Regions from separate parts of the Mus musculus genome. Here all the other regions are linked to region 1. The links are chromatin contacts, called in public HiChIP or PLAC-seq, Micro-C and promoter capture Hi-C maps. All regions are on one chromosome and are shown on one strand. The core of a region is the stretch at or near the end of the contact, and the rest is flanking DNA. Distances in the headings are between cores, read along the strand shown.

Region 1 (2,877 bases), core at 195-2,694:
TCACACGTGTGTGCAAGTGTGTGCAAGCCGTTGAGCCAGTGTAGGATCACATGTGCGTGCAAGCTGTCAAGATGGGTACTGAGGACCAAATACAGGTCCTCGCGCCTACATGGCAAGTATTTTACCAACTGGGCTATTTCCCTAGCCCCTAGGATTGCAGTTTTAAAAGGCAGTAGCTAATTTAAATTTGTTTAGAACAATACAGAACTCTGTGGAGGCTGAAGAAAACGGGTCTCTTCTATTCTAGCACATGGGTCCCAGTCCTGTGGCCTGTGCTTTGAAGACAAGTGGGTCTGAGGTGAACTAGGGTTGGCCCCCTGGCTTTGCGCAAATTACTTAACCTCATGTCTTCATCTGTAAACCCGGAATAGCCATGCCTGTTTCTAAGAGTTACTACAAGAGACAATGAATGAAAACAGGTGGAACCGAAAAGCCCTAGGCACATACCATGGCAAGGGCTTGGTTAAAGCGTCGGCGTCTCTTGGCTCACTGTTTACCACGACACCAAGCTTTCTCAGTTTTGCCACAGACCCTCCACCGAGTCAGGCTTCATTTCTGGGCTCCTGTGTGGCCTTTCCCTCCCAGGCTGTTTCCACCTGAGCTGTAAGCAGAGCCAGGTCCGCAGTCAACTATAATGCTGTGTAGTAGTTTCCCACTGCTGATAGGTAAAGGTAGGGAAGAGAATCTCCGAAGTCACATAAGCCAAACGCTAAACTATCCAACAATCTGTATGCCTTTAGATCACAAGAGTGCAGTTTATGCAGAGACAGCGCCTAAAGAGGACGCCTGACTATCTGAAGGGTGTGAAGTGCTCCAGGTACTGGCAAAGAATTTACCCCAAGCGCTTAGACCAGTAACAGGGTAAGTAGGAACTTCCTGGTAGTTCCCCAACATCTGGGATGCTACAACCTCCGCCTAGCCAGCGCAGGCCAGAAGAGACAGTCATGTGAGCTGGGTTCAAAAGTCTTATCTCTAAGACCCACGCTCTCCCCAGCGAGCTAAACTGGAGACGCTGGTTTCCTGCTCTGCCGGGTCTGGGAAACCGCGCCGCGCTCCCGCTCACCTGCAGGTCGCTCACGGCTTGCTGCAGTGGACTCAGGTACATGTAGGGCTCGCCCGTGCCTTCTCCCGGAGGACCGTCACTGATTGAGATGATGTCCGCGAAGGGCCAGCCGCGCACCTCCTTTATTGTGGAGATAGTGGCCAGCGAGCCCCAGTCTGAGACGTGAGTCACGAAGCGGGCCACGCGCGGCCCGTCTTCGCGGGGTGGCAGCGGAGGCAATCGCCTGTCCACGTCCCAGTCCCCGTGGTCCCGGCCTCCGCGACCCGAGGCCGGCGACACCAGTAGTGCCACCAGCGCGGGCGCCAGAAGGGCAGCAAGCAGGGAACGCGCGAGCTCAGGAGCACGGGCAGCCATGACGCTGACTGCGGAGTCCCTGCCCACCGACCAAACTCTGCCGGGGTAACTATTGCCTGCCCGTTGTTCCGCCCCTCCGAGAAAGCCAATCAGAGATGAGCAGGCAAGAGGGGGCGTGGCTCCAGTGCAACCCAGTTTCCAGAAGCATATGGTCTGTTCACCGTGTCCTGTGATCTGCTCTGTGAAGAGTGCGAATTTGCCCTAAAGAGATATTTGTTTTGCTTGTTTGATTTACAGACAGATAAATGAGGTCTAGAAGAAATTAAGCAACTTCCTAAGTCACAGTGCTAGAAAAAAGCTGCCTGCATGCACGCACACACCTCCTTTTTAATGTCTTTGAGTATGCTTGCCTGGCATCTAAGAGAACGTGAGTTTTCTGTGTGCTCTTTTCTGTTTACTGACTGTTAGCAAGCAAGCCTATATGTAGTACAGTACAGAAATACCGACATGCAGGAACTTAAAAATTCCTGGCCCAGAAGAGTCTTCAGATAAAGCCACTTTGTTAGTTTTCGGTATCCCACTCAAGACTTTGACCTTGTCCATTTGAGACCTGTCAAGTCATCTAGCTCGGTTAAATTCGTGGTTTCATGCATTTATTCTGGCAGATCCTCCAAGCCCGTGGAGGATTTTCATTCTGCTACCCTAGGGAGTTAGAAAATGTATGCAAACGTGTTTGCGTCGTTTTAAAACTGTGGCCACTGTTAGAATCTTTTAAGCCCCACCCATCCTATAGTCTGAATCAGGCCACACCTCTCTGCAGCTCTCTCTCTTCCTAACAGAGTTATGAAGCAGTCCGTGCTTAGCCGCTACTCTTTTTTCTTTCTTAAAAAAATATTAGGTATTTTCTTCATTTACATTTCAAATGCTATCCCGAAAGTCCCCTGTACCCCCCCCTCCCCTACCCACCCACTCCTACTTCTTGGCCCTGGTGTTCCCCTGTACTGGGGCATATAAAGTTTGCAAGACCAAGGGGCCTTTCTTCCCAATGATGGCCGACTAGGCTATCTTCTGCTACATATGCAGCTAGAGACACGATCTCTGGGGGTACTGGTTAGTTCATGTTGTTGTTCCACCTATAGGGTTGCAGACCCCTTCAGCTCCTTGGCAGCTCCTCTTAGTCTGTGGCACCCAGCTCCCTGTCATGTAGGCCAGGATGAACTAAATCATGGGATGTGAAACTTCCTGACACCTCTAAAATGATATAAAAATCAGGCTTAGCCTCTATTCTAGGGACTGGTGTGAGACTCCTAAAGGAGATTTCTGGAAAGATATTCTGAGGTCTGCCTCTAGCTAGCCCCCCACCCCAATCTGGCCCACTACTCTGTCTTTCTCCTGATCTCTGTCTGTCTCTCTGTCTCTCTCTCTGTCTCTGCCTCTCTCTCTCTCTCTCTCTCTCTCTCTCTCTCTCTCTCCCATTCACGTGTGTTGAGGTTTGGTCTTTTGCTATGTATTGTAATGCT
Region 2 (2,877 bases), core at 175-2,674, 490 kb before region 1:
GAGGGGGTATTTGTCTTTCTTCCTTCTTGCATGTCTTTTCTCTCGTTTCAGATTTGCTTTGGCTATTTTAAGCTGGATCCCATTTTCCTAGTCTCTTGATCTCACCCCACCCTACCGCACCCTCCTGGAGCTGGTGGATGCCCCAGAGGAAACAAACTTTTTTCTTCTTGCAGCCATTTGCTCTCTTCTGCCTGCGACTGACCCGATCCTATCATCATGACCCTTCGACACCTTATTCTGTCTTCTCCACTGTCTCTTTGGTTGCCTCTGGCCCACCCCCAGCCATCCAAAGCCTCCTCCCCCTGCCCCATTTTGCCTTCAGCGGGCTACTCTGAATCTGAGGTGGCCACCCCAGCGCCACTTGTTCCTTAACCCAGAATTGCTGAATTGTACAGTGTTACACACAGGGCTTCTCCTAGCACCAGACGATGGGAAGAAAGTTCACAAAAGGAGAAGAGGTGCGCTACAAGCACCGCCAAAGTTACCTCTGAACCTCCATACAAATTAACGTTGTTGGGGGGGGGGGCGTCGATCTATTACAGGGTTGTCTTTTATCTTCTCCAAATGGCTCCAGTAAGACTGATAGGGCCTTAAATTCCAGGCCAATCAAGCTGTTCTTCATCTTCCTAAACCTTTCCCCCTACAGCCAGAGAGCCCCAGCGAATGTTCCTGGGTCTCCCTCCTCTTCTGTGGAAGTAGCTAGGGAGACACTCCCCTACCCACCTCCCAAACCCTGCCTCCAGAAAACCAGAGCTGTTAATGAATCAACCCCTTTCCCCAGGCTTTGCCCAGGACTCGGAGCCTAACAAACTCAGAGAAAGAAGGAGGAAGAATCATTGTCTGGAGGGGAAATATACCTCCTAAGAACAGCCTCATAGCGCTAGTGAGTCAAACACCTGCATCTCCATCCAGCTCCTTCGCAATCCGGCATTCTCCCTTGCCTCCCCCATCATACACACACACACACACACACACACACACCACAGGCTAAGCAGCTTTAACACTGTCAAAAAGGAGGAAAACGAAGGTGGAGTGGAACACCACCACTGTAGGAATACATTTAAAGTTATCCGTAGCTGTGGCAAACGACTCTTACCTGTTAACCAGAAGACAGCGGTCCACCCCAACACGACCCTATCCATCTTCCCCAACTTCCCATCCAGATCCAGAGTGGGAAAAGCGGGCATCAGCTGGCACGATAAGATCCGGATGACCTCGCAGCAGCAGGCGGCGGCGGCGGCGGAGCGCGGGCCCCGCGCGTCCCTGGCGCCGCAGCCCTCGGGGCTGGCCGCGCAGCCCGGCCCCGGGCGCTGGACGCCGCCGCCTGCGAGAGGCGCGCTGCCGCTGGCTCTAGAGTCCGATTGGGCTGCGGGGGCCGTTCCCGCACGCACAGGCTGCGCGGCACCGGCGAGCGCCTCCCCGCAGCAGAGCTCGCCGCGCGGGGGAGCTCGATCGCCGCGCCGCCGCCCGCGCCAACACCGCCCGCCAAAGTTTCTCGGTCACGTGCCGTCTCCCGGGGCTGGGAGGTCAGAGCCTAGCAGCGAAGTCCACCCCAGAGGGCGGACCATGTGGCGGGGGCTGCGACTCAAGCTCTACTTGAGCCACCAAGCAGGCTGGGACTCGATGTTTCCTTGCACCTGTACTGGGTGTCAGGGACAGAAAGGCTACAAGGACTTGGCATAACTTCTCCTGGGGCTTAGACCTGTGTGGTGTTTGTTTGTTTGTTTGTTTGTTTGTTTTTGTTGTGCCCTGGCTGGTGCATCTGGTTCAACGAACCAAGAGGCCCCAACCAAATTAGGATCCATAGGGGAGAAACCCTTTAGGCAAAAATCTTTTTTCTGTTAAAACGTATGTGGCCTTTTTAACAGAAAATGAGCAGAGAGAGAGAGAGAGGGAGAGAGAGAATGGGAGGGGGAGGGGGAGGGGGAGGGGGAGGGGGAGGGGGAGGGAGAGGGAGACTACACCTATACATTCTCCATTTGCAGCGTACATTTCCATGGGCTATGCCCACTTTTAAAATGGAGTTGTCTCCTGTCTATTGGAAAGGACTCACAATACGTTGAGAAAGCACTGAGAAACGAATGTTTGGGTTAGCAAATATATACTAAGGCTCTCCTAGGCTCTAAGCATTAAGGCTACAGGATGAGAATGGTGTCCCTTGAGGAGCCATATCCTGGGTCCAGGAGAGGAAGAAAGGCCAGACCTTTAGAGGCATAATGCATAGTCATTGTAAAAAATATGCCGGTTGATGTCATTGTAGAAGAGATAGGGAAGGGGCAGGTGGACTCAGGAAAGAACAAGTTAGTCCCAGGGGTGGGGCTGATGACCACAATAAAGGAGACATCTGTGTTAACACTTGAAAGATGGGACAAGATTTGGGCTTGTTGAGGGTTGGTGGCAGTAAGGAAGCAGACACCCATATTCTGTCTAGAGGAAGGGAGAAAGAACTCCGAAGGACCGAAAAATGCCCGTGAACTCGGAAACAGAAATCCTTCACCCTAAGAATGTATGCATGTGAAAGCAGGGGTGATGTATATATGGGGACATGCAGAATCAGGAGGAAGCTCAATGGTGGCCTTTTGCCACCACTTGCCTTCTTTTTGCATATCTGGACAGTTCCAAATACAGAAGCCAGAAAGTCTAGTCACCTCCTAACCACCAAAGCTGGAGGAGAGGCCCCTGGCCCCAGTATGGCCAGGGTGACCTCTTAACAGGTAGGTTTCTGAATCTGGATAAAGTAGTGCAAGAGGCAGGCACACCGGACAATCAGTTTTGCCCGGAGGTAGCAGCAGCATCAGGGGCCGGGGCCAGGTGTGGTGGTTGGAGGCTGGGTGGCCACCCTGCTCAGGGGTGTGATCTGAGCTGCAGTCCTGGTGT
Region 3 (2,877 bases), core at 243-2,742, 370 kb before region 1:
GGCAGGCTGGAGAGGAAGCCCAGAGCCCTGGAGGATGTGCCGGGTGGTGGCTCAGTTGGTTCTGGGCTTGCCAGGGTGTATTGAACAGTGTGCTAACCAAAGCCTCCTCGGGGCTCCTGAATTTCCTGTTCAGCTCTCACTTCCTCCCGGTGGTTCCCAGATCCTGGAAGCAAGCTGCTGGACAAAGACACTGAACTAGGGTCTCTGAACTAAACTCCTCTCAGCGTTCCTGACCCCCGGTATGCAGACACCCTCAGGCACCCTGCCCTTCTCCACACAACTGCTTTGCTATTTAACACTTAGTTTCTATTCCGCCGCAAACCCATCTGATGCTGCTTTGAGAGGTGGGAGGAGGGGTTCTCTGCCAGGCAGGGAACACAGGGAGCACCGGCCTGTGGAAGCCTGCTTTCCAGCTTGTGGCTCTATGCAGGATATCGAGGAAATTTTTTCCTCTTTAAGTTTCCTGTGGGTGACATAGGTGCTAACATGTTTATGGTCGTGTCTTTTTCTAATTTTAAAAAGACTGGAAAACCAAAACCAAAACCTAGATCAATGGTTCTCAACCTGTGGGTCGCCACCCCTTGGGAGATGGAATGGTTTACCCCCCCCCCCCCACAGGGTCCTTTAAGATCGTCAGAAAACACAGATATTTACATTACGAGTCATAACAGTAGCAAATTTGCAGTTATGAAACAACAATGACAATTTTAAGGTTAGGGGGTCACCACAACATGCAGAACTATATTAAAGGCTCAGCACATTAGAAAGGTTGAGAACCACTGCCCTAGGCAGTAAATCTATCTAGATCCACACCCTGGCGTTTTTGAGAGCAATCCTTAATTTCAAATACTGTGTCTAACCCTTTGAGTTTCTCATTTCAACAATGGACTGGGGGTTGTTTGGGAGCTAACGGAGACAAGGACTGTGTTGATTTAGGACCAGGCCTACAAACTGCCCCCACCAAACAGTAGAATGTATAGCTCTGCTCAGTGGGACAGAGCACTGCTGGGACCAGGGGAAGTGAGGGACACTAGGACTGCCTCTGCTTCAGCAGTCGGTCACACACCCCACCCATTCCCCAGAGCTGGCAGCAGAGGGGCGTACTCACTTGCACAGAACATCCACACCACAGATCCTGCCTTCCCCAACATGGTCTGGCTCCTTTCCCGACACAAGCCCAGTCTGGAACTGGCAGGGCACTGGACAGGTCTGGGCTGTCTGGTTAAAGCTATGGCCTCTGGCCTGGTTCAGCCTGTAGTCCCTGTGACTCTCCTCCAGCTCACCTGGGCCAGACTGGGCCCACATGCCCCACCCAGTCAACGGACTGGCAGGTGAGCTCACCTATGGGGTGAGGCCCCTGCTCCACCTACTCTATGAAAGGCCCCAACAAGAGTCTTCTTCCTTCCTGGAGCCAGCCATCTTCCTGCCTTCTCCCTCTTCAGCAGGAGTGCAAAGTCCTGTGCTTCTCAGAAGGTGTGGACCTCTCATAACTGATGGGATGTTGTTGCTGTGTAATAAAAAGGGAGCGAGCTCAGAAGTGAAAGCTAGTAAAAGCAGGGTGTTGCCCACACTTGCTGAGGCACATTAAGACCCGGCATTGTCTTTTTCTTTGCCCTTCCTCTCTTCTCTGACTCCCACACTGGGACAGAAATGTGGTCTCGGAGGACACAGGAAGTTCCTGTGTTCAGAATTGGTACCCGGCTTGGGAAAGTAGCAGATACACAAGAAACCAAGATGACAATGTATCTTAGTTCTTCCTCTCAGTTTCTAACACCATAGTCTTGTAACCTGGGAGCCCTGAAACCTCACAGTCCCAAAACAACTGAGATGTTTGTTACCTTCGAATAAATGTAAGAGGTGAACCGAAACACCTTTCATCCCAGCACTCAGGAGGCAGAGGCAGGCAGATCTCTGTGAGTTTGAGGTCAGCCTGGTCTGCAGAGTCAGTTTCAGTACAGCCAAGAATATCTATAGGAAATAGCTCTCCGGGAGAGCTATCTGATCAGGCTCTGCCATAGATACTCTACATTATAGAATATGTACAAATGATATTATGTCATTTAAATATTTTTATTTAATAAAATACCTTAGAGTTTTTTTGCATTCATACATACAGCACTACTATGTTCTGCTTAATAGGTAATGAATAATATCACACCACGTGTTACCTTTTCCAAGTTTGTTCATATTTCTACATAGTTATTGGTCTTGGGCTTCCTGGTTTCTAGAGTGTCTTTGTGTTCTTGGGAAACTCACTTTTGATAAAGTGATTACTATAAATGCTTTCCCAGGTGTTGCCTTGTATTACAAATTCCCTGTGTACAGTGATCTTTTCTAACTACCAGGTTTAGTTGGCTTACAAACTTATTGCTTTTCACCTGTTACACTTTGCTTAGTCACAGTTTAGCCTTCTCCTACTGTATATGATGATTTTCCAGTTTCTGGACACTGTCGTCAGGTTATCTTACTCAGGACAGACCCCCTGATGCTGGGTCTCTACTCTGGCTCTCTTGCTGACTCTGCAGCCCTTAAGAAATGAACGGACGTCCATCTGCTCCTTAAATTGTCCTGTAAGGTGTGCTAGGATTCACTCTTCAACGTCCCTTCCCTTTTAAGAGTTATCTTCCAGGGTGTGTAACCTCTGTTCTGTCTCTACTTAGACATCTAGCCGGCTGCGGCTCGTTCTTTCCTGCTGCAGGACTGTGCACTGTGCTCTCTCGGCAGCCCCTCCCCACTATTATACCCATTATATTTTATCCAGCTTATCCTTTAAAGGCCTGCTCCTACATCATGTCTCCCACGAAGCCTTCCCTGGCTTCGCAGCTCAGAACTTGCTCCTTCTTGAGATTCAGTGCAGCGCTCTGAGTCTCTTCTAGG
Region 4 (2,877 bases), core at 123-2,622, 300 kb before region 1:
CTTGTTCAAAATGCTCTTCATGAGACTTTACCAGAGAACAAAGTCTCCGCTGGGTGTTTTTGAGATTTCTTTTGTCAATGTAATTAATATAAACCTCTTTATGTTAGTCTCAGCTAGACTCTTCATACAAGTGCAAAAAGCAGCCACATTCTTCACCAAAATCCCACAAAAGCAATCGCTAGGTCACATATTGAAACTTCTTGGGCCAGGTCTGCACCGTTCAAATCACTCTCATCAACAAAGTCTTTCATATTCCTACTAGGATGGTCCATTAAGCCCCAGTTAAAGCATTACTGCTTTCCAAATCCAAAGTCCTAAAATCCACATTCTTCCAAACAAATGCATGGTCAGGCCTATCACAGTAATACCCTTGTCCTTGGTACCAACTTCTGTCTCCATTAGGGTTTTACTGCTGTGAATAGACACTATGACCAAGGCAAGTCTTATAAAGGACAACATTTAATTGGGGTTGGCTTACAGGTTCAAAGGTTCAGTCCATTATCATCAAGGTGGGAGCATGGCAGCATCCAGGCAGGCATGGTGCAGGAGGAGCTGAGAGTTCTACATCTTCATCTGAAGGCTGCTAGTGAAAGACTGACTTCCAGGCAGCTCCCTGGGCCAAGCATATATAAACCATCACTCTCTCTCTCCTCAAGAGTTTTCTAATTTTTTAAAATTATTGTTTGGGAAGTCTTAATATATTTAGTTCAGTACGTAAGATGCTTGCCTGCCATGCAGAAGGCTTTAGTTTCAGCCCCCAGTACCTGCATAAACCAGGTTTGGTGGCACAGGCCTGTCATCTCAGAACTGAACCAGTAGAGGTAGGGGAATGCAAGGTCCTCCGCAGATACATTATGAATTGGAGGCCAGCCTGACGATACATCAGATCTCACCACAAAAGAATAAAACAAAGCATCCTTGTAGGCCATCACTATAACAAGGAGCATCCTGACGTGTAAAAGTCCCCCTGTGTCTTCCTTCTCAGAGCCTGTTTTTCCCTGGTTACCACGCCCACTTCATACTTTTGTCCAGTCAGTTATTCACAAATGTCTTCGTCTTTAATTTGGCTTCAAAGAGGTCGAGAAGACAAGAAGGAAGGAGTTGGAGCTCTTGGCTTTTCTGAATCTTTTGAAAATCTCCCCTGGCAGGAGTGAAGACTCACGGCGCGTTGTGGTGGGTGCAGCAACCATGGCTAGAACTCTCTGGGCTTCTGTGATCAGAATCGGCAGTCAGTGATTATGAGCCGAGATCCAAGAGATGGGAAGGCAAGAGCCTTTTTTCCTTCTGAGCCTCAGACCAGGTAGACACCATTTGCTGCAGGGGCACATTCAAAGCTGCCTGCCGCCGGGCTGGGAGGTGGGGGATGGTAGCAGCTTCTGAGCTAAGAGCTGAAATTGAGCAAAATTGACTGCAATTTAATGTTCAAGCCTCCCCTTCAACGCACTCCAGACTTTCCAAATAGTTTCATAGGACAGACTCTTCCAGAGTAATTGTTGTCTGGGTGAGGACACAGACTCCCGACTTGCCAGCTTCCCAGAATTCTCTCTCTACTTCCGGTCATTATGTGTTTTGTTGAAAACTATTCCCACTCAGCTCATTTATTCATTTCCTTACTCTGCCTTCACACGACAAAGGCAGATGTGAGGGATTTTGACCCAGGCTGAATGCACAGCCAAGCCAAAATGGTTACTAGTTGGCTTTTTACGATCTCCTTCTCCTTTTTCTTTGTTTTTATTTTATGCGTTAGTCCTGGCCTGTGTATATAAATATGTACCGAGTACATGCCTGGGACCTGTGAAATTTAGAAGATGTCAGGTTCTGAAGCTCTGAGCTGTTAGAAGCCCCTGTGTGAGTGCTGGGAACCAAACCCCGGTCCTCTGCAGGACTAGTGAATGAATGCTCCTAACCGCTGAGCCACCGGTCCAGTCCCTACTTAGAAAATAACTTTGCCAATAACCACAGAGAAATGGGGCATAAATATTATGACAGTTAATAAGTAGAACATCTATTTTTCAAAGAAATATAAATTAAAGCTATAAAATACAGTGCGCATTTGCATATGTGTGTGCCTGCCAATACTACAATTCCAAAGGACAAAATGTAAAATGTGTATTCATTTTAAAGATAAATTGCTGGATGAAGTTATCCATGACTGCAGTGGGTTGATTTAGCTCTACGTCTGTGTCCCTATATTCTTCTTTGGCAAGTTACTGTAGAATTATGGCATATGAAAAGAATAATTTATAGAATAAACTTTTTTGTGTTTACTCTGTGGGTATATTATGTTCCCAATTCATTACTAGTCACCTAAGAAGCTGTCCCAAAAAGCTTCGACCAAAACATTCTAAGGTTAACTCAGAAGTAGACAATCGCAATAACCAAAGAATATTTACTCTGGGAGTAGGTTAAGACCATGTGTCAAGGCAAAGTCCCTGATACTGAAGGGGCATGTAGAAGTTCTCCTTACTCAACCAGGAGAGATAGGGTCCTTATCTTGGGTGCAGAGTCAAACTGTGGGGACATATATGATACCCATCTTGACTGAATAAACAAAGGTTGGAGCAACCTCTCATTTTTCTCTCAGAGGAACACAAGGAGTGTGCTCCTTCTTCTCCATAGCCCCTGGCCTCTGAATTAAAATATGTAACAATAATTCATTCATTCATTCATTCGGAATGCATTTTATTTTAAATCACAAGGTAAGGTTGGTGAGATGGCTCAGGGAATAAAGACACCTGCTACCAAACCCGTCAATTTGAGTTCAATCCCAGGGCAGGACAAATGCGCGCGCACACACACACTGAACATACTGAATATATATGTATATGTATACACACACACACACACACACATATATATATATATATATACACACAC
Region 5 (2,877 bases), core at 126-2,625, 280 kb before region 1:
TGGCTTATAGAAAGGTTTGAGTGGATGAATTAATGAACAAATGGGTTCTACACTGGCACAGGCAGGAATGGGGATAAGAGAAACGTGTGCCCCAGCCCTTAGGTATCAGACCATTGGAATGCAGAGTCTTGACATGTCTCCGAGAGCCCCAGGCTGGGAGAAGGGAAAGGATGAAGTCCTGCGGCAGCAGGAGAGACTTGTCTTCTAGGAAGAGATCTCAGTCCGGCATCTTCCTGGACCACCTTGCAAGGGAGACTGGAGGAGCTGAGACAAGAGTGGGGGACCACAGCTTGACCAGGTGACCAGGTTACTCATGCCCTATCTCCTCTCCTATGCTTCTGTCAGGATCTCAGAGGGAGGTCTTGGACTTGGAGGTTCCTGGACTCCCTTGTTTTTCTTCCTGATGTGGTTACCTTAAATTAAATCTTCTTTTTCTGTTTTCATATTACAGAGCACTGGCTAAGACCAGCTTGCTGTTTTTCAGGCTTGGCTACAAGCACCCACACCCCTAACCACTGAGTCGTCCTACCAGTCCAGAAAATACATTCTTAAGATCTATCAACACAGAAAGAGTAACAAATGACAAAGGGGTGGTTGTCCTTTTTTTTTTCTTTAAAAAAAACAACAACAAAAAAAAAAACTTTATCCAAATAGCAAAGGAACACATAACAAGAAAGTTCTGGTTTCTATCTATAAGCGCCCAGCAAAACAGTAGCAGAAGGAGATCATGGACTGGATTGGGCTGTGGGTTTCCTTGCAAAAGGAGAAAAATTCCTCACAGGCGGATGGTAACTTCTTCAAACATCTCAATATTTACTTGGGTGTAGGAGCCACATAAGATGACGAAGTGAGTGGCCATAGAAAAATGCCTCGTGTCCTGTCCACTGTCAAAACTACTCTGGAGAAAGGACAAACTTGTAGGGAAATTGGCAAGTGTTCTTGTTAGTTTTAATCACCAGTGCTGTGTGCATTTTGGCTGTCAGAGTCTCATATCCAGCCACAGCTTTCCTAAATCCCACGGCACATTCCATCCTGCCTAGCCCAGGGCCTGGGCCCCATTCTCAGCAGGAGCTCCCTCCCACCAGACTCCTCTTGCTCCTTCGGTTAGAGCCTCAGCAGCGGGGCAGCGTGCTGTCTGTCTTTAATTGGCTGCAAGGAAGAAGGAGGTGGGGGGCTGGGGAAAAGAAAGGTTATGTAGTGTCCAAGTCTGTGCAGCTTGGGGTCCGCTAGGATGGCTGCTCTCCGGAAAGCTTCCAGAAAGTGCAGATTGGGGACTTAGAAGTGGGGCTTTTATAAACTGCACTTCTCCAACCCCCTGAAAGAAGGAGAGAGGGGGAGCTCACAGGCTGCGCTCTCTGAGAAGGCTGGATTTGGGGATGACTAATACAATTACCCCTTTGGAATTTAGCTTAAGAGATGAAAGAACTAGGCCAGAGGTAACAGTTAAAACTCCCACCCATCCTGCCCTTCCCTCTCCTGCTCAAGAGTTAGAAAAGGAACTGGGGATGGGGGGAGGAGGGGAGAGAGGGAAGGGGAAATGGAAATGGAAAGGGCACCTGCACTGCCAGTGGGTCGTCCTCTGATGTGATGTGGCCAGAGAGCATGATGGGGTGTGAGTTTCGATCCCCTGGATGTATACCTACGAGATGGATCGACTGACGCTGGATTGCAAGCATTTGGTTCCAGAGGAAAGCAAAGTCAGTGAATGGCAAGAAGAGAGGTCACTGCCCCTGGCTTGCTCAGGCCTAACAAGACTACTGAGAGAAGCCACCAAAATCTGCCCAAGCAGATGGCCCGTCCCTGGTGTGTCACGGTTTAGACTGTGCTGTGTTTCCTAGATTGTTAGACTCTGCTGTATTTCCGAGGCTGCATCCTCCCAAGGCCATTGGCCATGCACCTCATTAGAAGGCCAAGAGCAATGAATTTCATTCAAGCCTGTCCATCAGCCCATTCTGTGCCCCCTTTAACCTTCCTCAGCTGCATCCAAGAGTCCCTTCCAGGAAAATGACAGCTGGCTAGGGTCATGGAGGAGGCTGACCTGAACAACCCCCCACGCCCCCCAAATGGGACTTTTTCAGATCTTAGAGAGAAACCACCACAACCAAGAGAAGCCAAGGAGATGTAGCAACTAAACACAGCATGCTGGAACAGGGAGGGACCTGGGGCAGCAAAGGCTACGCTGGGAAAACAGGAAACCCAAAGAGATCGTGGGGAGAGTGTGGACTTTTATTAATAAAAATGTATTAGAACTGGGTCATTCATTGTGGCAAATGTAAAATGTCAACTAGAGGGGAAATTGGGCCGGCGTAGGGAAACTCAACAGTGCTTTCAGTTATTTCCTATCAATCTAAAAGATCCTGAAAGAAACCGTTTTAAAAAATGTGAAGTATTAATAGTGTAGATTAAAAAATGAAGACTTTTTTTCTGGGGAGGGCCACATTAAGGATGCTGTCACTGAAAAATGATATAGGTGCCAGCTAGATAGCTCAGTGGGTAGAAGTGTTTGCCACCAAGGCAGACGACCTTCGTCTGATCTCTGGGGCTCACACAAGCTTGCTCATGGTCTGAGTATGTAATCTCCCCACCCCCACCCCACCCCCTTACATATACACGAAGTAAATGTAATGTTTTGAGATTAAATTATATTTTATTTGTAAGAAGCAAGGTTGAGATGCTGTTTCAGTGATAATTTTCATTAATTCACTCACTGAACCATTCAACTGTGGGCGTTTGGTTTGTGTGTGCTTGGACCAGGGTTTTATGCTGAGAGTATGTGGGAGACAAAAGCTGCATCCTACAGGCAGGAAGCAGCTGGTGGCTGATGGCGAGCTGACTCACGAGCCCACAGTTGCCTTTGTTTTGTTTTGTTGTGCCAGG
Region 6 (2,877 bases), core at 150-2,649, 280 kb after region 1:
CCACTTCCCAAATGCTAGGGTGAACAGGAGTATCCCAATCCATGGGAAACCTGATTTGTCCATGAGTCTAAAAGGCAAGGATATCTAAAGTAAATAGCTGGGAGTTTTTCTTATGAGTCTTCTTAAGAGTAAAATAGACAAATTCCATTTTAGAAGAATTTTCTGTAAGTTCTGCAACATAATAAATGGTAGTGGCAGAGATACTCTCCACAGATACACCCACGGCTTAGTTACAATTTAAGCACTTCACAGGTTGTTTTGGGACTCACTGTGTAGACTTTGAACTCACAGAGGTCTACCTGACCCTTCCTCTCAGATGGTGGGATGCCACCATGCCCGGCTCCCTCAGGCACCTTAGATGAAGCATTTCATGTAAGACTGACACATTGGGGATGTCCAAATCTACAGAAAAGGTGTGTTTAATCCTCTCATCTGGAGGGCATGTGGATGGCACCTTGCCAATTCTCTCACAGTCAAGCAGAATGTGTGAGCCTGTGGGAATATAACTAGGAATGAGGATTCCCCACCCCCACCCCAAACAAAAGAACAAGTGAGGATGTGAAGGTACAGCAAGCATCCTTCCTGGCTGAATCCAAGCACACCTTCTGATGTCATGGGAAAACTGAGCAGTAACAGGATGCGAAGATTATGGATATGTTAGGACCGATCACAACCATGTCCATCATCATCTCTTGTAGAGTTTCCTACTAGTTTTTGACTTATGCTCAGTTTTTCATCAATAATGTAGTCTTCTTTAAGAAGAGGACAATGGGGGTTGGGGCTGGGGGGTTGAAAAGGAACGGTATCACCAAAGCTTGCTTGATCACTCTGTCAACTCCTCTTCTGCATTCTTCATGGTTTTTAGTGTCTATACACTTTTGTGACTTATTTTCTGTCAGTCTCTTCTTGGCCTGTTTACACTGTCTCCCTCTGAACTGTAAACCCCCTCTTTAGAGATCACATTATTAGTCTTTCTTTCTTCCACAGCACCTTTCTAGCACCTTCATATGATAGGCACTTACTATTTGACTGATGAAAGCAAACAGGACAAGCTAGAAATATATGATATCCAAGACAAACAGGACAGGGTCACATTTAAGCTTCTAATCTAACCTAAAAGGCTGGCAGAAATAAACCCTGAACTTGCCAACCACTCTCCTCTCAAGTCTATTAGCTGTGACACTAGATGGTCGTTTTCCTTCTAGCTCTGCTATTTCTTCTACTGAAACTCCTACTTCCCACGTACCTCTGTTCTCCAAGACTGTGGAGAAGCTCGAGCCTAGATTAGGGACTAGATCTTTCAGGAATGCAGAGAACAGGAAAGGGGTCTGGTGTTATTATTCTGAAGACAGCAGAAGTGCCATGTCTGTCCATACCTGACCCATCAAATGACAGTTTTGTCAAAAAGCCGTTTTCCAGGCCACACCCTCATCAGAAGTTCATTGTTTCACGCGCACTGGCTGTGCTTCTGATTGGCTGGCATCACCGTACCCCTCCCCCAACACTGAGTGGTCTACTGCTCTTGGAAGACTGGCTTGGCTCAATCTCAGGTTCTCATGTCTGGACATGTGAGACAGTTGGAGAGAGTGAAATAACCCCATCGTTTACACATCTCTTTCCTTGACCATGTGGAGGGTGACTGAAATTAGGTCACAGTTGATAGGTGACTATTATCAAAAGAAAAGTCTCTTAAGCAAGCACCCAAGTTTAGTCAATACAGTAGTTTCGCCATGTCTTTGGTTTTGTTACGCAAGCTAAGTTACCACTGATCAACTTTGGTCTGAAAACATGAATGGAAAATTACAGCAATACTCTTTCTTTTTGGAATTACAGTGTTCAGCAGCATAATGAAGTCTCTCACTGTCCTCTCTGGGACACGAATCATCCTCCTGTCCAGTGTAGTCACTCTGTATAAATGACTTGTATGGCAGACTTGTCAGCATTTTGCTACAATTGTCTTATCTTATTACTGTTGTTATTAATTTCTTACTATACTTCATTAAAAAACTGGCATAGATGTCTACAGACAACCAGCAGCACCTCAGCGTTTGGTACTATCTTCCAGGTGCTGCCAGGGCTGGTGGATAAACAAAGGAGCACTATTGTAGTGACCACACTATCAGGGCCATGAATTTTACCAGTTTTAATGAATTTACTACTTGTGAGGTAAAATTTTGACAAATTATACATCTGTTTTTGAATATACGTCTGGTTTTAATGTGTCTACTTATAAATTTACGCAAAGGTCAGTTAAAATCTGAGGCCTTATGAGTAAGAATTTAAGTTTTCACAATCCAGTGGGACACTGTCAAAGTATGTTTTAAAGGAGCTGTCCTGGCTAGTTTTATGCCAACTTGACACAAGGTAGAGTCATCAGAGGTGGGAGCCTCAGCTGAGAGAAGGCCTCTATTTGGCTGGGGTGTAGGTGAGCTTGTGAGGCCTTTTCTTAGAGATTGATGTGGGTGGACTCAGCTGCTGTGGTGGGCCCACCCTTCGACAGGTGGTCCTGAGTGCTATAGGAAAGAAGGTTGAGCAGGAGAGAATGCAGCCCCATGGCCCTGCATCAGCTCCTGCCTCCAGGCTCCTGCCCTGTTTGAGTCCCAACTTCAATGATAGACTATGATGTGGAATATCGAAGTGCGAGGTCAAACCCTTTCTTCCCCAACTCTGCTTTTGGTGTTTCATGGCAGCAACAGAAACCCTAAGACAGGGCATATATTTAAAACTTAAACAAAAAACTGAAAATATATGTGAATATTCTTATAGCCAATTCTAGTAATTAAATTTACTGTATTCCAAAATGTAAAAACACACATTTTAAGGGAGGGGGGTTTAATTATGCGTATGCTACTGAATCCAGTCTCAGGGTGAATCTAA

What was found. Promoter capture Hi-C pulls out the DNA fragments that hold promoters and counts their contacts. Hi-C and Micro-C count contacts between places; a contact is called where the count stands out from the background. HiChIP or PLAC-seq counts read pairs in DNA pulled down with a chosen protein or histone mark.
Region 2: an H3K4me3 HiChIP or PLAC-seq map of embryonic hindbrain shows a contact between it and region 1, with 5 times the contacts expected there. The contact joins the promoter of Ildr2 here to the promoter of Creg1 in region 1. A contact is called at or near these places in 9 of 39 promoter capture datasets (the 3T3-L1 cell line, cranial neural crest, embryonic stem cells and 6 more), 3 of 484 Hi-C or Micro-C datasets (the HL-1 cell line, embryonic stem cells and liver) and 7 of 115 datasets of contacts at active chromatin or transcription factors (SST interneurons, astrocytes, embryonic basal ganglia and 4 more).
Region 3: a contact with region 1 is called in a promoter capture Hi-C map of neural stem cells. The contact joins the promoter of Gpa33 here to the promoter of Creg1 in region 1. A contact is called at or near these places in 17 of 39 promoter capture datasets (the 3T3-L1 cell line, the C10 cell line, HPC-7-derived erythroid cells and 13 more), 2 of 15 datasets of contacts at CTCF or cohesin (the NIH/3T3 cell line and embryonic stem cells), 21 of 484 Hi-C or Micro-C datasets (the CH12 cell line, the G1E-ER4 cell line, Th1 cells and 11 more), 28 of 115 datasets of contacts at active chromatin or transcription factors (the HPC-7 cell line, bone marrow-derived dendritic cells, bone marrow-derived macrophages and 16 more) and 3 of 9 other capture datasets (adipose tissue, liver and macrophages).
Region 4: a Micro-C map of the G1E-ER4 cell line shows a contact between it and region 1, with 4 times the contacts expected there. The contact joins the enhancer-like site here to the promoter of Creg1 in region 1. A contact is called at or near these places in 4 of 39 promoter capture datasets (the 3T3-L1 cell line, cranial neural crest, neural stem cells and 1 more), 1 of 15 datasets of contacts at CTCF or cohesin (large pre-B cells), 12 of 484 Hi-C or Micro-C datasets (the AML12 cell line, the C2C12 cell line, CD4 T cells and 6 more), 3 of 115 datasets of contacts at active chromatin or transcription factors (the SCID.adh cell line, embryonic basal ganglia and embryonic stem cells) and 2 of 9 other capture datasets (embryonic stem cells and liver).
Region 5: a contact with region 1 is called in an H3K4me3 HiChIP or PLAC-seq map of the SCID.adh cell line, with 21 read pairs. The contact joins the enhancer-like site here to the promoter of Creg1 in region 1. A contact is called at or near these places in 4 of 39 promoter capture datasets (the 3T3-L1 cell line, HPC-7-derived erythroid cells, cranial neural crest and 1 more), 1 of 15 datasets of contacts at CTCF or cohesin (large pre-B cells), 17 of 484 Hi-C or Micro-C datasets (the AML12 cell line, the C2C12 cell line, CD4 T cells and 11 more), 20 of 115 datasets of contacts at active chromatin or transcription factors (the NIH/3T3 cell line, the SCID.adh cell line, T-cell acute lymphoblastic leukemia and 16 more) and 4 of 9 other capture datasets (adipose tissue, embryonic tail, embryonic trunk and 1 more).
Region 6: a contact with region 1 is called in a promoter capture Hi-C map of liver, with 2.4 times the contacts expected there. The contact joins the promoter of Adcy10 here to the promoter of Creg1 in region 1. A contact is called at or near these places in 3 of 39 promoter capture datasets (liver and pre-B cells) and 2 of 484 Hi-C or Micro-C datasets (liver and myeloid progenitors).

The regions. Positions count from the first base shown.
Region 1 is chr1:165,762,325-165,765,201 of GRCm38.p6, reverse strand. It overlaps Creg1 (cellular repressor of E1A-stimulated genes 1), which reads right to left and starts at 1,444. Exons shown (of 4, transcript NM_011804.3): 1 at 1,064-1,444. The coding sequence starts at 1,417.
Region 2 is chr1:166,252,686-166,255,562 of GRCm38.p6, reverse strand. It overlaps Ildr2 (immunoglobulin-like domain containing receptor 2), which reads right to left and starts at 1,424. Exons shown (of 10, transcript NM_001164528.1): 1 at 1,097-1,424. The coding sequence starts at 1,187.
Region 3 is chr1:166,128,836-166,131,712 of GRCm38.p6, reverse strand. Gpa33 (glycoprotein A33 (transmembrane)) reads right to left here and starts at 1,492. Exons shown (of 7, transcript NM_021610.2): 1 at 1,109-1,492. The coding sequence starts at 1,151.
Region 4 is chr1:166,063,681-166,066,557 of GRCm38.p6, reverse strand. No RefSeq gene overlaps it. Among named protein-coding and RNA genes, the nearest start is that of Gm39693, 16 kb to the right of the region's middle. Within about 2 kb of position 1,372, at least 10 of the 459 cell types and tissues checked have an H3K27ac peak or open chromatin away from gene starts, as enhancers often do. A contact at or near this core is called in the G1E-ER4 cell line and second pharyngeal arch cranial neural crest, where this site is marked.
Region 5 is chr1:166,044,004-166,046,880 of GRCm38.p6, reverse strand. It overlaps Gm33224 (a long non-coding RNA gene), which reads left to right. Exons shown (of 3, transcript XR_865710.2): 2 at 1-14; 3 at 96-1,429. Among named protein-coding and RNA genes, the nearest start is that of Gm33224, 3.6 kb to the left of the region's middle. Within about 2 kb of position 1,375, at least 90 of the 459 cell types and tissues checked have an H3K27ac peak or open chromatin away from gene starts, as enhancers often do. A contact at or near this core is called in the AML12 cell line, the C2C12 cell line, the G1E-ER4 cell line and 9 more, where this site is marked.
Region 6 is chr1:165,483,705-165,486,581 of GRCm38.p6, reverse strand. It overlaps Adcy10 (adenylate cyclase 10), which reads right to left and starts at 1,399. Exons shown (of 34, transcript NM_173029.3): 1 at 1,247-1,399.